Regions from separate parts of the Mus musculus genome. Here region 1 is linked to region 2. Evidence: chromatin contacts called from public promoter capture Hi-C data. All regions are on one chromosome and are shown on one strand. Each heading gives the region's core, a stretch centred on a gene start, on an enhancer-like site or on the middle of the called end of the contact. The rest is flanking DNA. Distances are from core to core; before and after follow the strand shown.

What was found. Promoter capture Hi-C pulls out the DNA fragments that hold promoters and counts their contacts.
Region 1: a contact with region 2 is called in a promoter capture Hi-C map of liver, with 2.9 times the contacts expected there. The contact joins the promoter of E330013P04Rik here to the promoter of Eno4 in region 2. A contact is called at or near these places in 2 of 39 promoter capture datasets (the 3T3-L1 cell line and liver).

What each region holds. Positions count from the first base shown.
Region 1 is chr19:60,143,182-60,146,384 of GRCm38.p6, forward strand. E330013P04Rik (RIKEN cDNA E330013P04 gene) reads left to right here and starts at 1,494. Exons shown (of 5, transcript NR_026942.1): 1 at 1,494-1,654.
Region 2 is chr19:58,941,977-58,945,168 of GRCm38.p6, forward strand. Eno4 (enolase 4) reads left to right here and starts at 1,449. Exons shown (of 14, transcript NM_178689.4): 1 at 1,449-1,645. The coding sequence starts at 1,481. It also overlaps a transcript of Hspa12a not described here.

The DNA of each region.
Region 1 (3,203 bases), core at 244-2,743, 1.2 Mb after region 2:
CTCCCATCTGCTTATAATTTAATGCTCTGTGTGTTTTAATCATTTCATTAGGCATGTCCTTATTTTGAAATGCAACTAATTCTTCAGTTCAAACAAACAACCAGTGATCTAAAAATGAGAGCAGTCTTTACTCTGGGCTCCAGGTTGCCTCAGAAGAAATATCACACCTACTTTAAGGAGGGTGAAAGAGAAAAGCTGCCCCTAGTTTGTTTGTTTTAAGCCACTGACTTTCTAGTAAACATATTTCAGAGACTTTTGAGTCATCTTCAGAACTTTCAAAATCAACTTGAAGATGTTTTCTTGAGGATTTTCCCCTCTGAATATTTCTATAAGATCTGTTACTATTAATGTTTATCAGAAGGTGGGTTTAGAAGTGTCATAATTTTATATTTGATGACAACAAACACAAAAGAAAAACAAAAACTGCTTCCACTGTAACTTTGTCTCTTTCAGTATTTTCTGTATAGGAGTTTACATTTACTAAGGCAAAGAGAGTTATCCTTGGCTCTAAGAGGGAAAAAAATTATAAGCTAAGTCCTGAGATTATAGGGGGTTTGTTGTTGCAGTTGTGGTTTGGTTTGGTTTTGCTTTGGTTTTTGTCCCTGACATTCATATTTGTTCTACATCAAGAAATGATGAACTGGCAAGATGGCTGGCTCACTGTAAACACACTTGCCACCAAACCTCAGGACATGATGTCAATCCCCAAGACTTACATGGTGGAAAGAGAAGCAGACTCCTTCAAGTTGCCCTCTGACCTTCACAGTAGGACATGAGCTCACACACGTTCAAATAAATAAATAGAAAAAAAAATTTAAATTCAACTACTGAAGTCCCAGAGCTATGTGTAGGTCTAACATATCTTTGACATTCTGTACAATGTGAAATTGATGGTACCGTTTTTGCTGCTGGTACTTTGGGTTTTTTTGTTTGTTTGTTTGTTTTGTTTTTGTTGTTGTTATTTTGGTTTTTATTTTTCTTCCGGGTAATAGAATGTTCTTTTACCATTTAAGAAGCTTAAGTAACATTCCCACCCAGTAGACACTTAGAAAACTTTTGTTGAAGTTCAGTACTAAATAGGTAGATTTAGTTGCTCCTGTCTGTCTCAATTCCCTTTTCTGACTTAATAAAGATTTAAAATGCCACGTTTACAATCTGACCGGGATATTCTGTGGAGGATTCCCCTACAGTCACCAAACAAATCAAGACCATTTAGGTTTCGTGTAAACACTGAGATGGTGATAATAACCTATTAGAAAAGTAGTTTGGGAAGGATTGTTTTCGGACTTTTTTGGTTCGCTGTGAACAGACCTGATCATTTGCGTTGGTGCCTGACACAAGTGGTTCTCATGCGCCATCTAGTGGCTGCTGTGAAACTGTGCTGTGTCACGGGAAACCCTTTCTGAACAAGCCTTACTGTTGCGAATTCCTGTCCCGGTCGTCGGGCAGCCACTGGACACTTGCCCATCTTTCAGCCTTTAAATTGAGAGGAACCACCGAAGAACGCATGCACAGTGTTTCCCAAAAGCCCTGTATCCTTGGGAGCAACCAAGATGTAATCGGTCAGAGAAATGGTTTCTTCCTGGATCCATGTGAGTTAAACTGTTGTGGGACTGGAGACACTCGCGCCTGCAGAGTTGTGGTGACAAGCAAGGTAAGCCGGGTGACTTTTGTAACCCTTTTTCCCAGCAGAGACTACTCCTGTGTGTAGAAACCACGGCCTGGCAGCGACTTCTCTAACTCATAAAACTTGCTCTAACACACGGGGGAAAAAAGCTTCACTTAATCCAGTATCCTGTGTTGATTCCTGCCTGCGACATCTTAATTCTTACCCACGGGCAGGAGGACTGCTCTCGGCTGTGGACAGTGATGTGGATTTCACAATATTCAATAATCAGACTTTTCATGGGGGCTATTCCAGTCAAATATTGATTTAGTCAGAAAGGAGTGATAGAAATACAGCTCTGTAGGTTTATTCTTGTTAAAAGTCCAAAGTAGAGTGCAGACTTTGAGAGTTCTTCTTGCAGAAAGTATTAGCAAAAAGTAATGTCCAGGCAGCCCCAAGTGATACAAGACAGTTAGCTATGAATTTCACAAACATCATTAAATGTGTGTGGATGTAGTGCAGTACTGGAATGAGAGAAGATAACTAAAATTAAGATAAATAGCTTAGGAACTCACAGCCAGGGAAGCCGTAATTCACAAGTTTTCTAAGCTAGTGTTCTTATTGCCTTTAGGAATAGGAAGCATTGCTTCCAAAGCTGGGTTAACCACTCTTGAAAAGCATAAGGTACAAAGTAATTTACTCTCTTATTTCCAAGATTAAAAACCCTACGATAGTATTGTCCTCGCCCTTAATGCTTTCGGAGAAAACACTCATCCTACAGAAATACACATTTGTCTTCGGAACTCTGATCTCTCTCCTGTGCTGGGACTGGGGTTCACAGCATCTCAAACCCTGTTTCTCAGGCCTTATCTAAGGGTTATCTATTTCCATGGAAACACTGATCGACTTGAGACATCTCCAGTGCTCATATTTAGCAAAGTCTGTGAAGAGTGTCGATGTAGGGTATCCGATTATTACTCAAGTGAAGCCCCTGTGTCAAAAAATTCTAAGAATCATTATCTCCTTTTGAATACTGTTTGAAATTTTTGAATCCACTATCTGGAAACTGAAAGAATAAAAAAAATACTGGCTCATAAAAATAAATAAAAACTGTGGGTTTGTGTTTCTACTGTGGCATGCCTGCTAAAATGTCTACCAAGTGAAATTCAAAGATGTCCGCTTTTCTCAATGTTAAATATTCAATTTCCCAAATGTTGTTCCATGTTAAAATTTAAAGGGAGGGCTGGTTGGTTGATGGCTCAGTGGGTAAAATTGAAAGGAATTTTTTTCTAGATTTTTTTTTTTTTGGCAGTACCATGATTCATCAAAAACCTTGTTTGTACCATGAAAAGAAAGAAAACAAAAACTTGCAATATTCTAACATCTGGCCCATGCTATTTTCTAAGCTTTTTCATACATGCTTTATATACATCAAGTCCTATACCATAGCTCAGCTCACGCAAACCCATTTTCCCATAAACCAATAAAACACCTTAAAATACAGATCTGGAACTAAAAATAAATAACATTAATATCCTATTCCGTCACAGGCCAAGTAGGAATGAGCCGTTCTGCTAAAGCTGTCTTTGGTTGCCGG
Region 2 (3,192 bases), core at 199-2,698:
TGAGGTCTGGAGATATAGTTCAGTGGCTGCATCCAGGTGGTAGGCCCAGAGATTCATGCTGAGCACAGAAGAATGAAAAAGAAGAAAGTCAAATGGGTCAGCCCTAAAAGATGAGGGCTCACGTCTGTGGTCCAGGTTTCAAGTGGGCAAGGAGATCAGTAGAAAGAGCAGTCTGCTGGGGGGGTGAGAATGTGAAGCACAGCTTTTCTTAAGACACAAAACTCAACCTTCACAGGATGGGCGAAGGAGGTACCTTCCACAGGAGGCGGGTTGGTATGAGGACGGCCACACCCAGGAATAAAAGCAATGGCAACATTGTGGGCTCGTTTTTAAACAAAGGTGCACTAAAATCCCAGCTGTGAGCGCTCAGCTCTGCGATGGACAAGGAGATGACTAAGTCTCTGCTTCCACCATCCAAGGACTTGCAGCCAGCCAGAGGGGAGGGCAAGTGTGTGATGACCCATCACACCACAGAAAGGAAATCGTCCTCAAAGAGAGTCCAGAGCAGGGAGGAATGGGTCTCGGTTATATAAGCGTACTTACAGAATCAGGTATTTTATCCACCTACATCCAACAGTACATTTATGGAAAACAACTGTTCCCAAATGCCTCTTCGCACTCGGGGTTATTTTAAGTGATTGTCCAGCGGACAGAGCAGGTAAGATTACGTTTTCCAGATGAGCAATGAAGGCACAAGTCTTTTAAGCAACCTGCTTTCTGTTGGGAACATAAAACAGGCAACAATAAAAAAAAAAAAACACGAAAACACCCTGTCTGTCTCGGCCCACTCCTATCCATTACTTGGATCGTCCTGCACCATCCAAGTAACGAGCACAGAAATAAGTTCTATCATTGCGTCTGGTACCTAACTGTCACAGTAAACAGGCAGCCCGCTGCTACAGACCATGACCCAAGGACTTTCTCATGGGCTGCGTTTTGCATGGCCTCCACCTCGCCCTGGGTCTCTCCAAAGCATCATCAGTCTTACTTCCTACACTGGGTTTCACTCTCAGTAATCTCCCCCAAAGGGAGCTTTCTGAGAGAGAGCATCACGAGGCGTGCAGCAAGCACAGTGCGTGGGTTGGAAGGGATGCATGCCCAGGACCTCCACGGCTCAGGAAGGGCACCCTGGGCTCTTGCATCCCTCTCCCTCGTTAACTGCAAGAGTTGAAGTGGCGGGTACCGCTCCCCAGCTTCTGCAAAACGAACTCAAACAATCGTTAAATGCCTCCCCGTCTGCAAAACTGTCCGAGGAACAGTGACAAACGGGGACGAGAGAGCACTAAGAGCGAAGCATTGAAGAAAGGCGAAGTGCGGACGGGACAACGATGGGTCCCGAACGGAAAGCTTGAGTCTCGGTCCACCAAGGGAAGGAAGCCTCGCGAGATCTAGGGGTCGTGATCTCGTTGCGTTGCCTAGCGACAAAAGGACGCTGGCGGGCCCCCTGGCAAAACCCCGCTGTAGCCCTAAGTCTCCTACCATGGGAGATGAAGACGGCGGCCGCAGAGGCGGGATCACTAGGGACCTGCAGAAGCTGAAGCAGCAGGCGATGGCGTACTACCAGGAGAACGACGTCCCGCGCAAGCTGGAAGATCTGCTCAACTCCACCTTCTACCTCCAGCCTGCGGATGTCTACGGGCACCTGGTAGGGACGCGCGGGGAGCTCCCTCCTCCCTCTGGCCCACGCTGCGGCAGCGCGATGCGTCTGCGCCTGCGCAACGGAGTCGCGCCTGCGCGCTGCTGGGCAGAAGGGTTAGGGGATGCCCAGCTGAGAGCAGGGCGAGCGTGCTGCGCGGGGAGGATGCGGAGAGTTGACAAGAGGACCCTGAATGGGTCTGTAGCTCAGGTCTGCTCCGAGACTGGCGAGCTTCTTTTCTATCCAAGGAGCTCACCTGCCGTTGGTTTTCTAAACCACAGACCTGACGCTGAACTTACCTTACCTGCGGGCGGGGACGCAAGCTGGACCACGAAACGAATGCCAGGGACTTGGCTGCAGCCCACCCCGGGTCCCATTCCTTTGGCTTCCACTCCCCCCTGATGTCTCAGATTCCAAGTCTAAGCTCCCAGGTGTGAAAACCTCACGCACCCTGCATTGGCTAGGTACCCAACGTCTCGGGCCAGTGACTGCCAAAATGCAGATTTCACTCGGAGGCCCTTCTCCGTTGTTGACTGAGTGTCCTTGAGCTCTCCTAGGGCCATCCTACAGTAATCCTTTGAGTTACCTAATGGTTGGCTGCTGAGGAGGGGGATTCCTGTGCATCAGATGTGACTTGGAAAGGAGTTGGGGTACCTACCACTCGTTGTCTTCGTCTCTAAAAGCTCTGCAAGATTTAAAACAAACAAACAACCCTCCCTTTTTTAAATAAAGAACTTGGGCCTCAGGGCTTTAACTAGTACCCCCACCCTCACCCCTACCCCTGCACTGTGGGACAAAGGGACAATTATAGACTTTTTGTGGAATAGGTGAGTGAAGGCCTTATAAAGATTTCAATCCCTCTCTCTCTTGCTGAAGGAACTGTTAACTCGTTGTCTAAAAGGACACCTCACCCTGTCTCTTCCTAGTCTGTTAGGCAGCCTGGCACTGGTTTGTACAGCTCTTTGGGAACTCCCATACCTTAGTTAGGGGCGGCCCCATTTGCTTTCTATCCTTTGCTACAACATTCTGACCAAAAGCAACTTAGGAACTTGTTTATTTGGTTTACATTTCCATGCCACAGCCCATCACTGAGGGAAGTCTGGGCAGGAAATGCAGCAGAGGCTATAGGAAGAAAAAAAATGCTGCCTACTGGTTTGCTTCTCATGGCTTGCTCAGCCTGCTTTCTTGGACAACCCTGGTCAACCTGCCCAAGGGTGTCAGCGCCCATAGTAGGCACAGCGCTCAGAAGTCAATCTTGGATCCCTTCCAAGTGATTTCTGCTCTGCCACTTAAAGGAAATTGCAATTACTAAGCTTCCCAAGAGGCCTGTTGGAGTTAGGTGTCACTGTGCATCAGCTGATGGTTGGTGAGGGGAACACGGTTTTCACTGTTGACAAGCCAGATGTCTGCCTGGGGGTGGGCAGGGATAAAAATTATCCCCTTCGGATTTTTAAAATCTGAATATGTCACAGTATAAAGACCAATGACTTCCACAACTTGAGAAGAAGGATTAGGGAGTCAGTCAGTCGGCTTGCCATAGAAAAGCTTGCTGGAGA